Regions from separate parts of the Mus musculus genome. Here all the other regions are linked to region 2. Evidence: chromatin contacts called from public Hi-C and HiChIP or PLAC-seq data. All regions are on one chromosome and are shown on one strand. The core of a region is the stretch at or near the end of the contact, and the rest is flanking DNA. Distances in the headings are between cores, read along the strand shown.

The links. A called contact is a pair of places that touch in the nucleus more often than the background predicts. HiChIP or PLAC-seq counts read pairs in DNA pulled down with a chosen protein or histone mark.
Region 1: an H3K27ac HiChIP or PLAC-seq map of embryonic stem cells shows a contact between it and region 2, with 8 read pairs. The contact joins the enhancer-like site here to the promoter of Casr in region 2. A contact is called at or near these places in 12 of 39 promoter capture datasets (the 3T3-L1 cell line, 3T3-L1-derived adipocytes, cranial neural crest and 7 more), 5 of 484 Hi-C or Micro-C datasets (Th1 cells, embryonic stem cells and liver), 2 of 115 datasets of contacts at active chromatin or transcription factors (both in embryonic stem cells) and 4 of 9 other capture datasets (adipose tissue, embryonic stem cells, liver and 1 more).
Region 3: a contact with region 2 is called in a Hi-C map of embryonic stem cells, with 1.9 times the contacts expected there. The contact joins the enhancer-like site here to the promoter of Casr in region 2. A contact is called at or near these places in 4 of 39 promoter capture datasets (the 3T3-L1 cell line, HPC-7-derived erythroid cells and frontonasal cranial neural crest), 1 of 484 Hi-C or Micro-C datasets (embryonic stem cells), 3 of 115 datasets of contacts at active chromatin or transcription factors (all in embryonic stem cells) and 2 of 9 other capture datasets (adipose tissue and liver).

What each region holds. Positions count from the first base shown.
Region 1 is chr16:36,625,036-36,629,245 of GRCm38.p6, forward strand. Cd86 (CD86 antigen) reads right to left here. Exons shown (of 8, transcript NM_019388.3): 2 at 3,935-3,984. Among named protein-coding and RNA genes, the nearest start is that of Cd86, 39 kb to the right of the region's middle. Within about 2 kb of position 1,711, at least 92 of the 459 cell types and tissues checked have an H3K27ac peak or open chromatin away from gene starts, as enhancers often do. A contact at or near this core is called in Th1 cells, embryonic stem cells and trophoblast stem cells, where this site is marked.
Region 2 is chr16:36,559,969-36,564,546 of GRCm38.p6, forward strand. It overlaps Casr (calcium-sensing receptor), which reads right to left and starts at 2,166. Exons shown (of 7, transcript NM_013803.3): 1 at 1,886-2,166.
Region 3 is chr16:36,646,608-36,651,099 of GRCm38.p6, forward strand. All of the region lies in intron 1 of Cd86 (CD86 antigen), which reads right to left. Among named protein-coding and RNA genes, the nearest start is that of Cd86, 17 kb to the right of the region's middle. Within about 2 kb of position 3,189, at least 4 of the 459 cell types and tissues checked have an H3K27ac peak or open chromatin away from gene starts, as enhancers often do. A contact at or near this core is called in embryonic stem cells, where this site is marked.

The DNA.
Region 1 (4,210 bases), core at 461-2,960, 65 kb after region 2:
TCCATAGCCATTAGTCAAGTCCCAGGCACCATATCCGATGGCTTGTTGGATGTTTTCAAGTAGATAGCAAGAGATACACTCTATTTCCTCTTAAATCTGAAAAGGCCCCAAGACAGCAGCTGAACTAATGGCTCTTTGAGTAGATTAAGTTTGAATTGTTAGTTTACCCCAGGTACTTGATTTAGTGTTGGTAGACAATGACAAGAGATAGAGCTAAAAGGAGACCCATGAATGCTATTTTCATGTACCACCCAAGCCAGAACCTACAGAATCTGGGGGAAGAGAGTCCGCCTCTCCACAACACAAGAATCTGAAGCTGTTTAATGTACGTCTTTAAGTGAAGGAAGACTCTCCCACTCCAGGGTTATTGTTGACCAGTGGTGTTGGTCAGGCGAAATAAGAACCCTAAAACCTGGAGATTCAGACAAGAAGAGAACAACTGCCAGATGTCCAACTGGACTAAGCATGGTGGATGCACCTATGGTCATAGCTACTCTAAGGCCAGTCTGGAGCATTCCCAGAGTGAAGGGCCCATGAGATGGCCTAGAAGGTTGTTGTGCAAGCCTGATAAGCCGAGTTTAACCCTCAGGACCCACTTAAAGGTGGAAGAAGAGAACAGACCCCACAGGGTTGTCCTTTGCCAGCCACACTGGTAGCAATTGATCAGGGGCATAACAATGGTATCTAATTTCCAGGCAAAGCATGTGGGAGGTGTAGGGGGCAGGGCAAAACTATTTTGCTCTATGTCTTATGTGTTATCTTAAGTTATCAGCCTTGTAATTCCCCCCCTCCCCCCGTGGATTATTAGTGCCAACTGTGTCTCCTTTCTCTCTTTGGATGCCTGCCCTGGGGTAGGTCTCTACTCCATAGCTCAAGAAGAGGCAGATTCAAATTAGATATATTTTCCATGTTAAAAAAAAGGTGGCTTTTAATTTAATAATACACTCTAAGGCCATTTAGTGTTGTTCATAAGCGCACCTGTGTGGGTCATCTACTAGGCATAGGTACCAATGTCCCCACCCCAAGAAAAGAATTTCTCCCTGTGGTTATCTTGTGCAGATAACCACAGCTTCTGAGAATTTGCATGTGAAACAGCTATGTCCTGCCCAGTGGCCAGTGGTCACAGAACTCCTCCCCATCCTCTGGCTCTTAAATTCTTTCTTCCCCTCTTGTCTCCAGTAATGTTTGCTGAGCCTCTGGGATTAGGGTTGTGGACATAGCAGTTCCATGTATGTGTGTTCAAAGTTGAGAGGCAGATGGGGGGTGGGTTTTTTTTGTGTGGGAATGAGAGGTTGGAGGGGGAAAAATGGGATGGATATAACCAAGATATATTTGTATGCATGTTTGAAACTAAAAAATAAGCTAAAGAAGCATATTTATCAATGATTATACATGATTAAGAGTAAAAAAAAAAATGAAAGGTTAGAAATAGATGCTGACTGTTTTATCATTGCGTTTATTGATGAGTGAAGTATTGGCAGCTTCATTTTCTGGCGGTTGAAGCAGATTGCCTGCCATCTTTATATCTGTTCGTCCCAAGCTATATCCTCTTCCCATACATCCCCTTGCTACAATGAAACCTACTCAGTTTTCACTCAAGATATTTTTTTCTTATGGTTTCAATATCATCGACCCCCTTTTCCGGAGCTAGGAGTTTCCACATGGTTTCAGAGCAGGTCAAAAGAGAAGTGGCACCTGTCCTTGGTTTTGATGGGTTTCTCAGCTCTATCTACTCACTTTCAAAGGGCTGAGCCTGAAAGTTTGGGGACAGGAAAGGTGTCTCAGTCAAGCTGTTACTGAATTATTTGTTTCCAGGACATTTCTCTCCCAGATCATAAAAGCTAAACTTGCCATTCTAACCTGTAGTGCTAAGGCCTAAGGTTTAAGGACAGCTGGGGTGTGGCTTAAGATAAAAGCAGGAAGTGGAAGGAGGCCACACAAGGAGGGGCCAAGCTGAAGCAAAGCTGAGTCATTCAGAAGCAGAGCCACTTGTCATTGCCTCAGGAGGAAGAGCTAGGAGGAATAGCCTGGTAACGCGCATCCATGACCTTCAGCCTGCACTGCTAGGCATGAATCTGGCCTCTCTGTTTAGGAGCTGTGTTGATCTTAGTCAATTACTTAGCTGTCTCAGCACTTTAGGGACCTTGTCTTAAAATGAGGAATAATGATGAAATCTAATGCAGCAAGTTATTGTGGTTTTTAAATGAATTGCTATTTATAAAGTGCTCAGAACTTTATAAGTACCTGAACTAAACACACACACGTACACACAACGTACACACACACAAGTGTAGATGCGCACACATGTATACACCACACACATACACACACAGATGTATACACAAAGGCACACACATGCACACACAGGCAAACATGCATGCAGATACATATATACATGACACACAAACACCACACACACACAGACACGCACAGAGACATGCATGCATGCATGCACACATATTGAGTCACGTCCAGATACATAGACAGACAGAGAGAGAGAGAGAGAACACACAAATGCATACACACATACAAACTATCTTTATGTTCCTCACCTCTGATATTTGTGTGTGTACACATCTCCCCAGGAGCTGAGACTCTGGGTCACTGGCCCTGGCAGGTGAAAGCTGCCATTCTCATCTACGTTGATGAATAGCTAGGTGAACACCTGTAGACATCATCTGGTGGCCTCTGCAAGCCTTGAGTGCTAAGCAGAAAGCACAAATCACAAAAGGACTGTATCTGCTGAGGTCTAAAGGGATATCTCTTCATAATACTCAACTCCTCCTCTTTACCCTGCCAGGGCTAGGGGCAGTGGCCAAGGGACTGTTGTGTGACAATTATAGAGGAGGTGATTTTGTGGCTGAGCTGGTTAGTCAGAGGCCAGGTGGTCAGGGGTGGCCTGCAGCTGCTGCAGGCACACCGGAAGCTCACCTATCCTGTCTGCTGATCACCAAGACTGAGATGGCTTCTCTGTCAGCACTGAGGTAGAGAAAGTGAGTACAGGAAAGAGTGGGCCAGCAGAAACAAAATGGCATTCAGTTGCAGGATGCATGGCAAGGCCTCCAGCCAGCTGTTTATGGGTGCATCCCAGAGAGCAGAGAGCCAGGAAGGGCTGAATTCAGGGAGGCCTCACAGTTCTAAACTTTAGTGAGCTTTTTAGAAAAAATAACACATAATTCAAATGCAAGATGTCACCCAGCAGGAGACAGTGATGTCGGGGGTGGGGGGGAGGCAATCGTAATTAATTGTGGCTATCTTATCCAAATCTTACCAAGTTGTAAGATATGTGATATAGTGCTGAGGTCCTCCTGGGGTCCTTAGGGGTTAGAAAGGGGGAGCCTGTGTGAGGGGGAGCCCTGAAGCATTAGCTTAGTTAACTTTAGCTTGGTACAGTGGCTGGCATGATTAACTGGAGGTCCAGAGTCACAAAGCATGACCAGTATGAGTTAGGGCACAGGCTAAGGAAGAAGGATGTGGTGGTGAGCCAGTATTACAAGAAGAAGCCTTTGAAAGCTGTCAGCAATTTTCTAAGGGCTTGAGAATACTGAAAATGGGGACTGAAAAGACCAGATGTGTGTGTGTGTGTGTGTGTGTGTGTGTGTGTGTGTGTGTGTGTGTGTGTGGAGTCAAGTTAGAGGCTTTACTGTCATGGCTCTCTTTACCCCTCTAAGAGTCCTGGACAGGACACTCCACCTTGTGCTGTGTGTTGAGGTCCTGGGGGTTTGGTTGTAGAGGAGGAAGATGCCCAGACAGCTGGCCATGGTCCTGATCCTTCCGTACTCTCTAGGAAAGCTATTTGCTATGGAGTCTTCGGCAACTCAAGTCAAACGTGAGCAAACCATACCAACAACTCTCAGGCCTGGGCTTTCAGTGCTCTGACTCACTGAATGACAGCAGAAGGACTCCAGGACTTTACACAGAAAAGGGTTCTTACCTGAGATCAGCAAGACTGTCACAAAGATAAGGATTGCCAAGCCCATGGTGCTGGAGTTTAAAAAGACAAGATAAAACTTAGTTAGAAAGTGAGACTGAAAACAATTGTTCACTGAAACATGAACTAGAAAGAGTATTTAAAATTCGTGTAGGTTCCCACATTCACTGAAGTCATTTCTCCCCACCTAGCTCCATACACAGGCCATATTTCCCAGCCTCCTTTGCAGTGAGGCAGGCCATGATACTGGGGGCAGAAAATATGTCTGCTGCTTCTAAA
Region 2 (4,578 bases), core at 916-3,415:
TCTTATTGACCATCTTGTTCCCAGGATCTGGTGTGTAGCTAGGCTCTACAAACACGTTAAGTGAATACTGATGTTTTTTACATTTTTGTGTCTCTGTTTATAAGTCATGCACTACCCCCTCATCAGCCTTGCACCTGCACCCAGCCCAATCCATTCTCTAGTTACAACGTCATCCTTAAGTCTGCAGGAGAGGGAACAGCTAATGCCTGAACTTTGCAGGATCCAGTTCAACAAAGGAAAAATGAGGAAAACAAGGGACACTGGCATAGATGGAGGTTACTTTAAACAGTTTACACAGCTTCTAAAGAACCTCCTATACCGGTAAAAAAAAATAAGACCAATTACTCTGTCTTAATCTACAAACATGGTTTGATTCGTTGATTATGGAAAAGAGTTGATGATGTGAGTTATCAGCATGAAGACCACATGTGTTCCCTTAGCAAAACTCCCCAGGGTCAGCTCCTGAATGACAGGGGCTGGCCCGGGGTTCCTCTGCTCTCAAAGATGTTGGTCTCCTGCTCCCTCACTGTTCCCTGGTCTCCCTGATTTCTTCCTTTGTGTTTTCTTTTTTTCTCTGCCTATCACAAAGCCTTGCCCTGTTCACAGGGCCAATTTAAAAGCTCACTTTTCCAAGTCCTCCAGAGGGAACACCCCAAGCATGCCACTTTGGGAACCTGGAGCCTGGAGTCCAAATGGGAGGGGGAATGAATTCTAGGCGGCAGAGAGTTTGGCAAGACAGCCCTCCTTCACCTCCCCCAACAGTGAACCGCACCACTTTACTGCACTGAGGAATCCTGGAGAAGAACGGGTGGGAACTTGTTAGGAGCTCTTCCCCAGCATGCCTCTTTCTCAGAATACTGAGAAAGAGAGGAAGGAGGGAGATAAAAGACTCAGAACTGAAGAGAGAAAGCACAATGAGTAAACTCATGTTAGAAAGGAAACTGGTCTCTAGATATGCATTGGTGTTATTTCCAAGTTTACCGTGTGTGTTGTTAATCAAAAACTACAATATCAAAACAATAACTCCATCAACTTACTTTTTTTTTTTTTTACCTCCAAGGAATATGGAGGCTGGTGACCAGACACCCTAATTTGGAGCCACTGAGGCAAGTACTTTGGTAGGGCAGCGCGCGCGCGCACACACACACACACACACACACACACACACACACACACACACACACGCCCGCGCCAGAAAGCTACCTCTCTCCTTGTCAGTGGGAAAAGTTCTCTTTGACTGTCACAGGGATAAATAAACCGGAGGCACAAGACACACCCCACTTTTTTTTTTTACTGTGAACTCTATTCATCTTTGTAGGCATCCGATCCGCTATCCCTGAAGCCCAGCGTTCAGGGCTCCCAGGTCTGACCTGCTACTGTTCGCTGCCCCCAAACCTCATCAAAGCCTCCTCTGCCACTCGGGTACGTTATGCCCGCACTTCTGGTGTCCCCAAGTCCTACCTGGAGTCCTTGTCGTGGCTCTTTCCACAGGAACACCTGCTGGCCCTGTTTCCCCAGGACCAGCTGGATGCTGAGCTCAGGATGCAGTACCAGTCTGCCGGGCTTGCGATGTCAAGTTAAGTTGTTTGAGTAGCGTGCTACCCTCTAAAGTTCCCTGTTCGCCTTGGGTCAAGCCACTGCCTCCCAGCAGACCCTCTGACGGCCACTGTGGCCCGGTTCGGGGCTCCGCCCCTTGCCTGCTCTCGCCTGCGTGCTTCCTGGGGTCTATGGCCCCCAAATCCCTCCAAATACACTTACAGTCCGTGCCCTAGCCCGCCTGGAATCTCCCAGGCTCCCTCGATCTCTCAGGTCAGCCTTTGAGCTGTGCGCTCCGGCGCTGCGGGCGCGACGTCCCTCCCCCTAGGCCACCTGTCGGGTTTGGTACCTGAGAGACCGAGGTCTAGCGCTGGAGTCCTCCTGTCTGCGATGAGGCTCTAGCCATCCCAGGCTTCCGATCCTGCTCCTGCTGTTGGTCTGGGAAGATACAACCCCCTCCTTCCCCGCAGCACACACGCTTCCCGCTCCTCCCTGGAGATGGAAAGAGGATCACAAGGCAACTGTGCCAGAGGATGGGGCACTTTTTTCCTAGTAAAGATCCAGAACTCACAGTATAATAAACACTCTTAGGCGTTCTGCTAGACTCCAGCGTTGCTTCAGCGGGCTGTACACAAACAGCCCCCTCCCTCCACTACCCCAGAGATCTGGTAAGCTTTGCCCCAGCATCAGGGTGTGCTTCTTGAAGGTAGGAGAGGCCAGCCTGGCTCACAGTTGTGCTCAGGCTCTGGCTCAGCGCTGGCCACTCATCATAATACTTGAATGAAATGGAAAAATCAATTTATTTGGTAGAAACCCAGCATTTGCTTTTCAGCCCTAAAGCCTATCAACTCCTTTGTGTAGGCAATTTGATAGCCAACACACACACACACACACACACACACACACACACACACACACGAACACACGAACACACGAACACAAACTAAACAAATAGAAACAGCCAAAACAATTTTTGCAGTACTTTGTAGTAATTTCCAGAATAAAATAATGTTGCGATGCAAATATATATAACAGGTTCATTTTCAACATAAAATAATAATATTTAAACAATGGCGTTATAGCTATGCCCATCAAGCACAGAGGAGAGCTACGTTCAAGCTCCTGGGATCCATACGAAACCTGCTGCATAGCGTGTCTGCAATCCCAGGACTCCTACATCAAAATGGGAGACCTTAAGGCGCTAACGTGTTTATAAAGCCACAGACATTGTTCTGGAGTAAGGTGAAAGGCCAGCACACATGAATGTGTACACACACACACACACACACACACACACACACACACACCAAAATAAAAGCAACAAGTGAACAACACCGAACCTGCCAATAGGAAATAGGTTAAAGAACTTAAGGTAGTGTGGCTTAATGGAATCCTACCCAACCGTTACAATGCAAGCATGGAGACTTCGGTGCCTCCCAGTCTTCTTAGAACAGATAGTGTTTATTCCTATGAACCACAATGAGTATTTCAGCCAGACATCCATAGTAGTCCAATAATGGTACTTTTATCATGGGGATAAACATCAATTGTCTAATCAACTAAGACTCCCTCCATAGGGATGAGTTCATGCCTGGTACCATAAACCTAACTACTTGTGCTTAGAGAAGTCTTAGGTTTGAGAGGGGAACTCATATCATGGCAGACATGTTTCTACAGATAAGTGTAGTTCTTTTTTAAAAAATAAAGGGGGGAGGGAGTTTTTTCCCAACAGATAGAGACTGTTCATTACACAATACAGAAAATAAGGGACTATGGAGAACCCTAACTGATACACCTGCCATAAAACAACTGCACCTAAGGCTCATGGGAAATTATGAAAGATCGGGGAGGGGAGGAAGATTGTAAGAGGCAGGGACCCATGATGTTTGGTATGAGATAGTGTTTCCTAACCACAACAGGGAGAAATCAACCATGGAATCTCAACAATATGGTTGCTTGGACCAGACAGCATAATTCAACCCAGCGGCTGAGAGAGAGACCCCAAGATGATCAGGTTGTATTAATTCTCTCCAATAATGTTTGAATTGGGGTTTGGTTAAGTGACACTCCCAGGAGCAATTGCTATGCCCATTTTACATGGGAGACTGGAGCCCGTGGAGGTGACGGTATGGAGGATGGAAGAGCTATGAAGCTGTAGAGTTGAGGCTTACCCTCAGTCAGCTTGAATACGTGAAGGGCGTGGCCACCTGAACAGCGTGCATGAATATGCATCCTCCACAGGGCTTGGTTTTGAGTAGCGTGGGACCCTGACTCTAAGAACAGTGTCTTACCAGTCAAAGAAGTTGCATCTTTTCTAATTCTGTTCCTGTGGATTAGGTCAAGGAGGAAGGATGATTTTTGTGCTATTTATCTTTACACCTCCCTAAGGTTTGCTAATCTTTTGATTTAACAACAGAGCTTGACTCTCCCTCAGAGCCTTTGCTAGGCAACAGCTCCTAAGTAGAATTTAATATCGTCACTTTTTCTTCACTTTTCAATCCTATTTCTTTTGTGGTAATTTTGAGCTAAGTTTACATAAGTAGGAGAGTCATTGAAATGACCTATGGAAAGGATTACTGATACTTGAAATTTGGAAAACACTGCCCTACATTCCACTGAGCCCAGTATTCAGAAGCTATGGCTGAAGCAGCCATAGTGAATGGTATTGTCTAACAAGGGCTGCTGTGTACAGGAGTGTGCGCATGCGCATGTCTCTCTCTCTCTCTCTCTCTCTCTCTCTCTCTCTCTCTCTCTGTTTGTTTTGTTTATCTGAGACAGAGTTTCCCTGGCTGTCCTGGAACTCACCCGCTCTGTAGACCAGGCTGGCCTCGAACTAACAGAGATCTATCTGCCTCTACCACCTGAGATGTTTCCGATGCTGCTCAATAACACTATGTTGGGCGAGGCGTTAAGTTCCTGCCAGCCAGGAGAATCCCAGTCTTGGCAGCAGAGTTATCCAGGGGCCTGGCTCTAGAAAGACGAACTTTAGAGTCACTTATGTTAGCTCCCTTTGAGGACAAAGATGGAAGGAAAGTTCCCAGA
Region 3 (4,492 bases), core at 1,939-4,438, 88 kb after region 2:
TCTGCAAAACATTGGGTTCAATCCCAGTACCCCCAGTACACCCTTACACCCCTGCACACACACTCACAAACCTACCCCACATACACACACATACGCACACTCACACACTGCATAAGGGAAGTAAAGGTTTCATGTGTACGTATATGTTCCTAAACAGAGTTTAGACACATTCACCCATGCAAGGTCAATGAAATGTGTTTGTGAACAGAATTCCTGAACTGTTCTTTTTTAAAAATGAATTATTTATTTATTTTTCTATGTATGTTGAGTGTTTTCCATGAATGTGTATCTGAGAACCATGTGTTCAGTGCCTGCAGAAGCCAGAAGACAGTGTAGAATCCCCTGGGACTGGAGTTTTAAAAGATGGTTGTGAGCCACTAAGGTGCTGGAAATCATCAAATCTTGGTCCTCTGGAGGAGCAGCCATTTCTCCTAATTAAGAATTAGTGCAGTCTAGAGGTGAGCATCTTTCTAGCTCTCAACTCTGCAACACGAGTTCTAATAAGTCAGGATAGCTGTCACCATCCCTAGGACATAACTCGGCCCTTTTAATGAACCTCTGATGAGTCCACACTTCCCTCCTATACTCTGGGACAACACACAAAACATTCACAGTGAATTTTCCTTTTATTGTTACTGTAAAACTGTACATGCAGAAGCCTTCCTCCTTAAGGCATACACACACGCTACTAAGAGGGAAAAATATAAACCACAGACTGGGAGGAAAATAGTTGCAAAAGACCTAATATGATGAAGAGGCTCTGATCTAAAATATGCAAAGAATGCTTAAGATACAATGACAATGGGTTGGAGAGATGGTGCAGTGGTTAAGAGCACTGTTTGCTCTTCCAGAGGTCTTGAGTTCGATTCCCATCTGGTGGCTCACAACCATCTGGGATGTGTTGTGCAGGCATACATGCTAATAGAGCACTTATGCACATGAATAAAATTTTAAAATATTTTAAAAATATAATGACAAGGAAACAAATATCCCACGGTGAAAACTGGCAAAAGATCTGATTATGTACCTGGCTGAAGAAAGGGTACAGGAAACAAATAATTTGTGCAAAGAAGACCAGTGCCATGCCACCACAGAGCTGCCAGTCAAAATGATGACAAGATTAATACCAGAGACTATCAAATGCTGATGACCATATGGAGAAACAGCAGCATCCACTCATTTACTTTGGAAAAACAAATGATAGAAATGCCAGGGAAGACCATTTACAAGTTCTTAAAAACCGCAATATTTCCAATGTATGAATGGCAACCACACTTCAGAAAGCATTGATTCAGTGGAGTGAAAAACACCCACACAAACACCTACTCACAAATAGTAATGCCAAATTTGTTTATAATTGCTTAAAAGCTGGGCACAAAAGCACCCAAGTCTGATTTCCAGCACTGGTGTCAGGCAGTTCACAACTGTCCATAGCTCCAGCTTCAGGAGACTCTGTCCTCTGTTGGTGTCTGCACTCACATGTACATGAGTGCACACACAGTTACATGCATATAATTAAAAATAAAAATAAGTCTTAAAATTTAAAAAAAAATGCTTAAGTAGACTTCTTCAAAGAAGACATTCAAGTTGTCAACATGGAAAAAAAAAAGATACTCTTCAATAAGTGCACGGACAACTTATACATCCATGCAATGATGTAATGATTAATGATAAAAGGAAAGAAGCCACCAGGATATGAAATACATGGAGAAAACTTAAATGTTTGCAACTTGAGTAGAGAAGCCAATCTGAACAGCCTACATACTATACAGTTCCAATAGCATGATATCATGAAAAAGAAAACACATGGAGACCGTAAGATACAAAGGTGGGGGAATAAACAGATGGTGCATACCATCATGTATGATAGGGTAATGGCGGTCATGGCAGTACACATTTGATAAACCCATGTAACGCATAAGAAAGAAACTTAGTCTTCTAAATCATGAGCTTGGTCAATACTAATGTCTTAACACCTGTTGATTGGTCCTAACAACTATACTACCCACTGAAGATGGTAATAGTAGAGGAAGCTGGGTGCTTGGTAGATACAGCGAGGTGGGAATTCTCTGTACTATCTGCTCAATTAAGGAAAAAAAAGAATCTAAACTGTTCTAAAAATAAAAGCTATTAATTTAAAGACACACACACACTAACCACACATACTGATTCCTGGCAAAGCGACTAAATCAATAATGTGACATTTTAGCTCCTGCACTGGTGGGAAAGTGAATTAGCATTCGAAGGCTCACTTCCCCATGGTCCACTCAGGGCATCAAAATGCCATGCATACAGCCTCTCTGAGAAAAATCTCCAATGTTGTATTTATAGCTGCTCTCGATAATTTATGCATATTTCTGGTGCAGAACCATAAACCTATGTCAATTCCTTAAGTAAGTGAAAGAAAAAAAAAACCCACCATTTTCTGTGGGTCAGATACATTTAAGAAAAGTAAAAGTTCCAAGTATCTATCTTTCTCCCTCTCCCTCGCTCTCTCCCTGCCCCCTCCCTCTCTTTCTCCCTCCCCTCTCCCTCTCCATCTCTCTCTCTCTTTCTTTCTCTCTCTAGAGGTACACTATTAGAAATGTGGTAGATTTCTCTTTGAGAGAGGATGCTTTCTTTGTCTATCCCATGAGCACATCTTATATAGTTAAAAGCATTTGAGGTTTCCGTTTTTCTTTCCCGGTATTTTTTTTCAGCCTTTATTTTTGTTGTACAAGTAAGTCACTGACATAGGAAGGGACCCTCTTTTTCATAAGCTCCAAACAGATTTCTGCACTCCCCACCCCACCACCTCCCGATCTGCCCCACTAGCCCCATGCTGGCTTCTCTGTTTCCTTAGCTGTCCTTTATTCACTTTCTTGTGATGCAAATTTACACTCATTAATCATTCGGTCTAGGAAACCAATGTCTATTGTCTGTCAGATGCATTCTAACAGTTTCTGAACCTAATACCTACCACCCAGACCCAGGGACATACTTCACCTGGATGTTCTCAAGGGAGAAATCAGAAAAGGCAAGCCACCTAGGGTATTTGCAGGGAGTTTTCAATTGAGTGCAAAGACTCTGTTTTCTTCCCCACACACGATAGCTTCAAAACCTATAAACTTTAACAGCAGCCTACAATTAGGTGAACTGAAGACATCGTTCACTTTACTGAGGGGACTTATATTAAAACCTGGAGCTCATGGTTGAGTAGATAAAAATTGCTGTGGGGGTGTGTATACTCCAGGCAGGGTGCGGCTGAGCTGGAGCGTCTGCAGAGATGTAGTTACATTAATGCTATAGGCAGCAGAGAATATGAGAAGGGTTGGCCTGGTGGACCTCGGGCTAGTGACTATAGCTGCAGCAGATGAGGCCTGAGATCCCAACATCCAGGGTCTGAGGGAGGGAGGATTGCAGCCTGGTGAAGACACAGCAGAATAGAATGGGGGCTCCTGGGAAGCGTGTGTAAAGCACCCCACTGGTTCATAGGAAACAAGACAGACCATAGGTCAGGGAAGCAAGGATAAGGTTGAGAAGGACCATGTGGGGAGTAATGGGGAGATCACCAGTCACCCCAGGGACACTGGAGACCAACCAGGGTATTCTAAGAAGACATTCAAGGGACTTTTCCTATCTTGCCTGCCTTACTGGGCATCCAGACATGTCGTGGAAGGAGCTACTCAGGACCTTGGGTTAACTGCAGACTCTAGAGACACACAGAGGCACACACAGGCCTGATTTCTCTTTATTCCTTTGTATTCCTGAAATGTTTTCTGTCTTCCAACAATACATGACATCAAAGATGTCATTACACCATTTGAGATATCTGGCCTTGGGCCCAAGGAGAGCTGGAGAAGAATAGTCCCTGCCCTCTTGGGACCTGGAGCTGAAGCAGGAAACCTGTCCCCATCCAGCAAGGTCAGGTGTCTGACCAGGTGATTGTGAACATGCCTGGGGACTAAGAAAACTCAGGCTCTGCATACCGAGTGCCCTCTTGGCTTATCCATTCTGAGAAATTGCCATTTCCCTCAGACCCTCTTTTAGAAAACGCAGAATGAGGTAATATTCTAAATGTCAAAGTTGCTGGAAGACATCGGTCCATGTTTTTTCTTTACAGAGGAGGGCAGAACATGCATAACAAAAGTAACACATTTTTTGAAATGACAGTATATTTCAAATTTGAGGAAGCCAGGATTTTTGAAAGTACCTTATGCAAAAATATCTGGGCAGGGGTCTAAATAAGATGTGAATGGTAAAGTAAAATAAAATAGGTCGGGGCACATAGAACACAGACTATATAAATGACTAAATTTTTTAAAGCTATTTTTTTAAGCTTCTATTTCACCACAGGGGTGGGAGAAGGACCTCTGAAGATCCTAAAGCTCACTTCTGCATGACATCTTTAAAGCCAGAAGCAATGAGCGGGACATTGGTGAACCCTTTGTATGTGCATTCACACACCTGGATTTAGTTTTCAAGTTAGTGGTGCAGGACCACTGAGGTGGTT